Linked DNA regions of Gossypium hirsutum: region 2 is linked to region 1. A link is a contact called in public Hi-C data. All regions are on one chromosome and are shown on one strand. Each heading gives the region's core, a stretch centred on a gene start, on an enhancer-like site or on the middle of the called end of the contact. The rest is flanking DNA. Distances are from core to core; before and after follow the strand shown. Region 1 holds the start of LOC107943707. Region 2 holds the start of LOC107886670.

Region 1 (3,757 bases), core at 329-2,828:
ACTTGACTTGTTATCAGCTATGATGATACAACGTGCTCTTCTGAACTCAGAAGCTATGCACAAGTTCTTTATTTCTTGAAACATATTTCAATTTGGGAAGCTGTGATTGCAAATAAGAAATCTAAGTTACCATCTTTATTCCTTCGGGTGAATTTATATTTTTATATAGTTTTTGGGGGGTTCGTAGTGAAGTTGTAGTTTATTGCCACTCCCAAAACCCAATCTTATCTTTACAAATAAAATCCGAAAACAAACACTATTAGCTTCCAAACTCAGAGATGCTCTGTAATGAAGGCTGCCATGATTTTGAACTCATTGCAGCAGTGTTGGCAGGCGCTGTCCTTGGGCGTCGTCTTTCATGTTTTGTCACCTGAGACTGTTAGAAAATAAGCGCCCATGTATTTAGGAATATGAATGAGAATGCTAGATTTAAATGAAACATGAAAATTGCTTCAATTGATTTTGTTAAGGATTCGTGAACTTGATCAGATCTTTTAGGTACTATCCTTTTGGGTTGATGAACTTTATGAATTCGTTCTAGCCTAGAAGGCTAGCTTATATATTCGTATGAGGTCATTGTCCCCATACCAGATTCTGAAATACTAAAATCTAATGAACTACTAATGATAAAGCCTAAGGAGGTGGCGAATGCAGACATACTTGGTAGGACTCTGAACTTAGGTTATTCCCTTGTTCATGCTGCAACTTTTCACTTGATTCCAGGTGTTGCCTTGTCTTTTTTGCATATTTCTTTGCCTTTAGAACCTCCATAACCTCTGCAGCAGCGGCAGCAGCAGGCAATACACAAGTATTAGTTTCTTGATAAAAACAATTAAGAACAAATATATAAGCAAGCTATATAATCAGGGTTTCCGGGGGGGGGGAAGCGGAAAAATCTCATAATCTTGTGAAAAATAATAATACGACACGCACCCTGAGAAGTGACAAGGCGATAAGCATGGCCAAGGGCGAGAGTATCAGAAGGACGAAGAAGCTTGACACGAGTGAAGCGTACGGCCTTATTGTCTTGGTTGGCATCCTCAGAGGGAGGCAATGGTATGATGAGCGAAACATAATGGCCTGGATTCATTCTCATCACTTCACTTGCAAGAATAGGCCAATAGAACCTCTCTATCCTCCCACATGGATGTTGTATCACCAACGCCGCAGCATCTATAGCCTGACAGTTCCCCATCTCTCTGTCTCTCTCAATTTAAGACTGAAATGAAAGATAAAAAGAAGAAAGGAGGGATGAGGTTAAGTAAAACACTAAAACAGCAGTCTTTTTCTATACAGCTCTCCCCACCACCCTACCTATGCATGTATACAAATAAGAGACTGGCTGAAGCAGGCCGTCCCTCATTTCAAAAACAGCATAATTATTGATATAAGATAATAAAAAATAAAAAAGGGGTTGTTATTAGATTATGATTGTTACTAATTAATGTTATAATATAAATTGACAACTTTAAGGCATGACGAACTAGGCCTCGGAAAGCGGCACGACCTCCACGTGGAGAAACAATGTTACGAGTTTGGGAAGTAGTAGTAGGCATAGGTCGACGGGGTCAAGGGTTGAACTTGAGAGGGCACATACATCCAAAATATGTATTTAAAATATAGATTAGCATATGTCTAACCCATGCCTATTGGATGTAGTGGTAAATTTTTTTGGTAACAAGCATAACCCTAAGCCTAAGTAAAGGTAAGTGCTAACAACTAAGCATGCCATGGTGATTCCTTTTGGCATGGCCAGAAAATGACAACCCCACCACCACCACCTGCACCACCTTAGCATGGTTGTGCCTAGCTCCATAGGTTTTTACCCTTTAGGCTTTCGTCCAAATCCCCAACTCCAATGCTGCTTGCTTTTTTTAACCGTACTATATATATTATTTGGTATTTAAATTTAGTTTTAATATTTAATTTAGTATATTTTAAGATTCATTTTGATATATAAATTTTTTAAATTTAATATTAATTTTTTTGTCTCATTCAAGTACCCAATTTTTTATTTGATGTTCAACTTAATACTTGAATTTTATTTTTTTTTCAATTAAGCACGTGTTATTTTACTATAGAGTAAATATATTAAACATTTAATGGGTTGTTTGGTTTAGATATCAAATTAAATATTAAACCAAACTCAAGTACCCAATTTTAAAAAGAATTCAGATATCAAACTAAATATTAAAGCTAAATTTATATATCAAATAATTTTTTCATTAATTTTTACCAAAACAAAAGCAAAACTTTGAATCTTCTTGAACTACCTTTCATCCTTATCCGGTTGTTCTAAAATATATTTATCAAAATCTTTTATAAAAGAAAAAGAAAAGTAGGAGATGCTCAAGATGGAACCGAAGATAATGTAAATTTTGATGTTGAATTTCTTTTTTAAAATATGTAAATTTAAAGTTCACAGTTTTACTATTTTTATTTTAAAATTTTTATTTTTTATTTTTTTAAAATTTCAAAATTTAAGTTAAACTATTATTAATAATATTAAAATTATTTTGTTTTTAAATTTATTATAATGCCATTTTTTAATTATATTATTTTTAGGTCAAATTATCATACTAACACATTAAATAATATTAACAATTGAACTTAACTTTTAAAATATAAAAAAATGAAATAATTAAATTTCTGAAAATAAAAAAACTAATTTCAAATTTATAAAGACTTCTTTTAACCATTTTTTTATCACTTCATTATTAATTCAACAAATTTTCATATATGAAGCAAAAGTGACCCTAGACACTAAAAAGGCACCCACTTTTTTTTGCAAGGAATACAGAAACAGTAAGCACAATTTTTTGAAAAGTTGCCCAGTCCATTGTAATTCAAGTAAACGCAAAGTGATATCTAATCAAATAATTCCCTTGAGATGCTCTGCTAATTACTGAAAAAAAAATTGAGCAAAACCTTTTCACGCGTTGTAAATTTCCCAAATATGTTATTTTAAAAAAAACATTATTGGGTTAGGTTATTTTTTAAAAAAATATGGAATTAATTCGAAATAATAAAAACAAATCCAGGAAGTTGGAAACGTTTTTTGCCCTCATATTTTTTTAAGGGTAAACTATAAAAATAATCACTTTTGTTTGCCTCAGGTTATATTTTAGTCACTTATGTTTGAATGTTACGTTTTAGTCACTTATGTTATTATTTTGTTACGAAGTGATCACTCTTCCGTTAAGTTTCGTTATCTCCCTAACGGTAATTCTACATGGCAGTCCAATTAGATTTTATAGTCAATGAAAGTTGGTAATATTGTAAAGTTGTTTTTAATACTCGGTTTTATAACAAGCAAACATCTGGAACAAGAAAGTCCAAAATTCTCCCTCAACGTTTGCACATTTTTTAAAGTAAGTCCTTATACAATTTACATTCGTAACCTGGAGGACGTATGAGTATATCTGTTAATATATACTTTATCCGACTAAATTATCTGTTAATAGTAAATCAAATGCATAATTTAGCTGGATGAAGTATGTATTAACAGATGAACTTAAAATATAGTTGGACAGCCACGCAAGATTACCGTTAGGGAGATAACGGAACTTAACGGAAGAGTGATCACTTCGTAACAAAATAATTACATAAGTGACTAAAACGTAACATTTCAAACACAAGTGACTAAAATATAACCTGAGGCAAACAAAAGTGACTATTTTTATAGCTTACCCTTTTTTTAATAAATTTTTGGGTGTCACTTATCGTGAAAATAAAACTTACAAAATAGGTTTTTATA
Region 2 (3,757 bases), core at 451-2,950, 130 kb before region 1:
GCATCATTATGAGATGTTTCACCTTTAGAAGAAGCTGGCTCCTGAGACACAAAAAATTAGGAACATTGGCCTTCGAATCTGTAGGAGCCAATATCTTCACCTTCTCTGGATGGTATAAAACAGCCTTTGTGATACAGTTAACATGTGAAAGAAAGAAACTAATCAAAGAACAAAGAGATTGATCATCGATGGCCTCAAAACCTCCAAGCAGATCACATTAATTGGGAGATGCAAGTTTTAGGTGCAATTGCTGTCACAAGAACACATTCAAGCAAACAGAGACATGGATGCAGGTGAAGAAAAAAAGGAAGACAACATCAAAATCTTTTTTTTCTTTTTCTGACAGACTTGTTCAAACAAACAACAAGTTTGCAGTATGCATAAGGTTCATACTCAAGGTCTCACCTGGAAAGGGCAGGGCATGAGCGCTCCAAAAAGATCTTCTTTCACATCTGCAGCTCTAATAGTGTAGAAAGCATTCTTAAGCCCACAGGAAGACAGATATATTTCAGTTTCCTTTGTCAAAGAGTAGCCTTTGTAGACACTGACCGGAGGATCACATATCTACTCCAAAAGAACAATAACATGTCAAAGTTAACAGAACAGCGAAAAGGAGAAACACAGTATCTAAATTTGAAAGACTGCTATGTTATTTGCATTACAATTATTATGTCATTTCATTGAAATCTAAAAAGCACATAAGTATTAATATTCCAATTTGCAATAACACAGTATAGCACAATAATTAGCCTAAAAGTAAATCAACTTTAGGTGACATTAGAAAAAGGAAGTAAGAAGAATTACCGAGGATCCAACTTGGGCCTGACAATCAGCAAAGCTCTTGAAAACACCAACAACATCTCCCTTTCTCACTACAAAGAATGCATCTTTCTCGTTTTCCATCACCGGTGGTTGTTCAGGATGAACTTTTTTAGTCCTGGATGCTTTTTTTGTGCTACTACTACTATTACTTTTCCGGGAAAAGTAACACTGAGGGCGAAATCTTGTCAACAAGAACTCTAAATCCACAGTCTTAACACCCGCGTGCTCAAAATTTCTTTTCCAGAAAGGAACATGGCATTGGTTCAAAGAAGTTGTTGCAATGAAATTACCAGCCTTTCTAAATAAAGCTGTGCCATAAGCACGCACGTGTGGCAGGCAGTTCATCAGAGAGTAAAATTGCTCCGCACTGCCTAAATTTCTAGAGTTAAAAAAAAATATAAGTTTCTAACTAAATGACTGATATACCGAATTGTTTGTAGCATTTCGCGTTTAATCATTTCTATTGATAAGCCGTCCCCCCCCCCCAAAAAAAAGAATAATTTTTTCATCTGCTTTTTCAGCAATGGAGACTTTCATAGCAATAGCTAGAGGAGCGAAATAAACCCTAGGTAGGAAATTGAGAAAGAAAGCCAAAGACAAAAAAGGGAAAGGGCCAAGGAATGAGATATATTGTTAGAACATACCATTACCAATGTAGGAGCTGGAAACAGAGACGAACTGGAAGTAGCCTTCTTCTGCTGATATTCACGCCGGAGAGTGACGGAAAAAGATGGGTTCCGGGTGGTTTAAAGAAGAAGTGATAAATGGAGTTCTGCTGATATCCAATCGTCCTTGAAGAGTTTTTAGGTACCTGTTTAGTTAAGCCCGTCTCTATCTATTCTCTCTCTTTTTTTTCCCTGAATTAAGCAATCCAAACTTACCTAACTGTTCTTGGAACACCTAAGCCTAAATCTTCAAGTAGTTTGGGCTCCTATGATGCCCATTTGTTCATGGGTTTGGTCCCCTTAAACACCTTTCAGTTGGCATGTAAAAATCAAAACAGAACACATAAGCCACATGCCCGCATGAAAATTTTTAACTCCATATGTTTCATTTATATAATTTTTTTAATGTTTTAATCAGTACATTCGTTAGTCTCTTAAATACATATCACAAATTATTATTCATATTAAATACATATAACAATTTAGTTCCTACTTGTGGACTAAAATAAAATTTACTAACAATGCAATTGCTTCTACTTGAAAGAGAATATAGAATGCATTTGAAAAGTCATTCAGTAATTAAATTTAGGTGTATTAATTGTTATTATACATGTGTGGCATGTTTAATTAACCATTATAATTAGTAAATTTAACTACATTTACACTCTCCCATTCTTAAGTAAGGGTTTGGAATTGAATGAATTATATGAATAATTACTTTTGATGACTTTCTATTATTATTATTTAGTAAAAAAGAAACTATCAAAGATAATATTAAGAATTAAGATATAATTGTACTATGCCAACCATGTCTTGTAATTATAATTAGCAATTATATCCAAAGACACCCATAACCAAATGGTAATCTCTATGATTTGAACGATGAAAGTTATAAAATTTAAGCAATCTATATTGAGATTTGACATTGCAGCCCATTTTACTCATCGGCCTAGCTACATGGGGCTGCATATTTACTTGGTCACTAATGCTTAGTTTTTAAGCCACACGAGAACGAAGATTCAACAACAGCTTCTAACTGATCTAATGATGAAATGTGGTATCGAATCCTCGAGAAATTCGAAGCAGTTTATTTACGTCCTCATCTTCAAGAGATTAGTTCTTAATGAGGATTTGAGTTCCAACTTTTCAAACCCTTCCTCTATTCTCAGCTCTTTTATCCAAAAAGGAAAATTCTTGCCAAGTGCTACTTAAATCGCTTATACAATTCTTTTTTAGATAAACTATACAAATAGTTGTTCAATTATGTTCACGTTCTTGTTTTAGTCACTCAACTTTAATCATTTTCAATTTAGACATTAGTGTTTGAATTCATTGCTGTTTTGATCACCGTCGTTAAATTGATAACGGGAAACATTTTTCTATCTGGTATAATTGTACATTTAGTCCTCAATACTTACATATTCTATCAATTTGATTCTAATTCTATAAATTTGATCCTTAAACTTCTTAACAAAAGCTTTCAACATTTAAAATAGAGACATTCCACATCTATAAATTTGTAAAACCTAAAAAAGAAAAAAAAATCCACATTTAATTAATACACACATCTAGCTCGTGTAATTTATCCTAATAGTTAGGTATATCAATTAATTTATGCACGGATTTGAAATGTATATATAAATTAAAAAATGTTAAATATATTAAATATATTTTATGATTGATGTTATAATTAAGTTTAAATCATTTTATATATTTTATACTTCAATATCTTATTTGATAAAATTAATGCCTTAAATCATTGATATATATATATATATAATTTCCTAGATTAAACATATATGAAAAAAGTGTTTATAAAAATCTATTAATTTTTTATTTATGAAATCTATTTGTAATAAACATCTTAATTTTTTTAAAAAAAGCGTTTCTAAAATTTGTTTAATTTTTTCAGAAACCTGTTTTAAATTGTTTTCAAAGTATAAAAATCTATTTTGAAAATATATTATTCACATAGTTTAAAATTAAAATTTTAGATTCAAGTATTGTACTTAAAAAAATAAATTATTTTTAATTTATTAATAGTTGGATAGCTACTAATGTAATTTATCTTAAAAAATACTCAGAATCCCATATTTATAAATTACAAAATGATTAAATATATTTTGATTGATACACGTACATTTAACTCGTGTATTGCACAAGTGTGTTTTATTGAATGAGATATAAAAGGGTGTCTTTGTTTTCTTGAGATGTCTCTTGTATTGCTTACAAATTATATACTTATTAGGTTAAGTGATGAAAATTTTAAT

Evidence for each region. A called contact is a pair of places that touch in the nucleus more often than the background predicts.
Region 2: a Hi-C map of leaf shows a contact between it and region 1, with 4 times the contacts expected there. The contact joins the promoter of LOC107886670 here to the promoter of LOC107943707 in region 1. A contact is called at or near these places in 15 of 34 Hi-C or Micro-C datasets (callus, fibers, hypocotyl and 3 more).

What each region holds. Positions count from the first base shown.
Region 1 is chrA03:100,911,644-100,915,400 of Gossypium_hirsutum_v2.1, reverse strand. It overlaps LOC107943707, which reads right to left and starts at 1,578. Exons shown (of 3, transcript XM_016877486.2): 1 at 934-1,578; 2 at 661-776; 3 at 24-376. The coding sequence starts at 1,195. The coding sequence ends at 260.
Region 2 is chrA03:101,040,225-101,043,981 of Gossypium_hirsutum_v2.1, reverse strand. It overlaps LOC107886670, which reads right to left and starts at 1,700. Exons shown (of 14, transcript XM_041095454.1): 1 at 1,467-1,700; 2 at 805-1,201; 3 at 406-564; 4 at 1-41. The coding sequence starts at 1,167.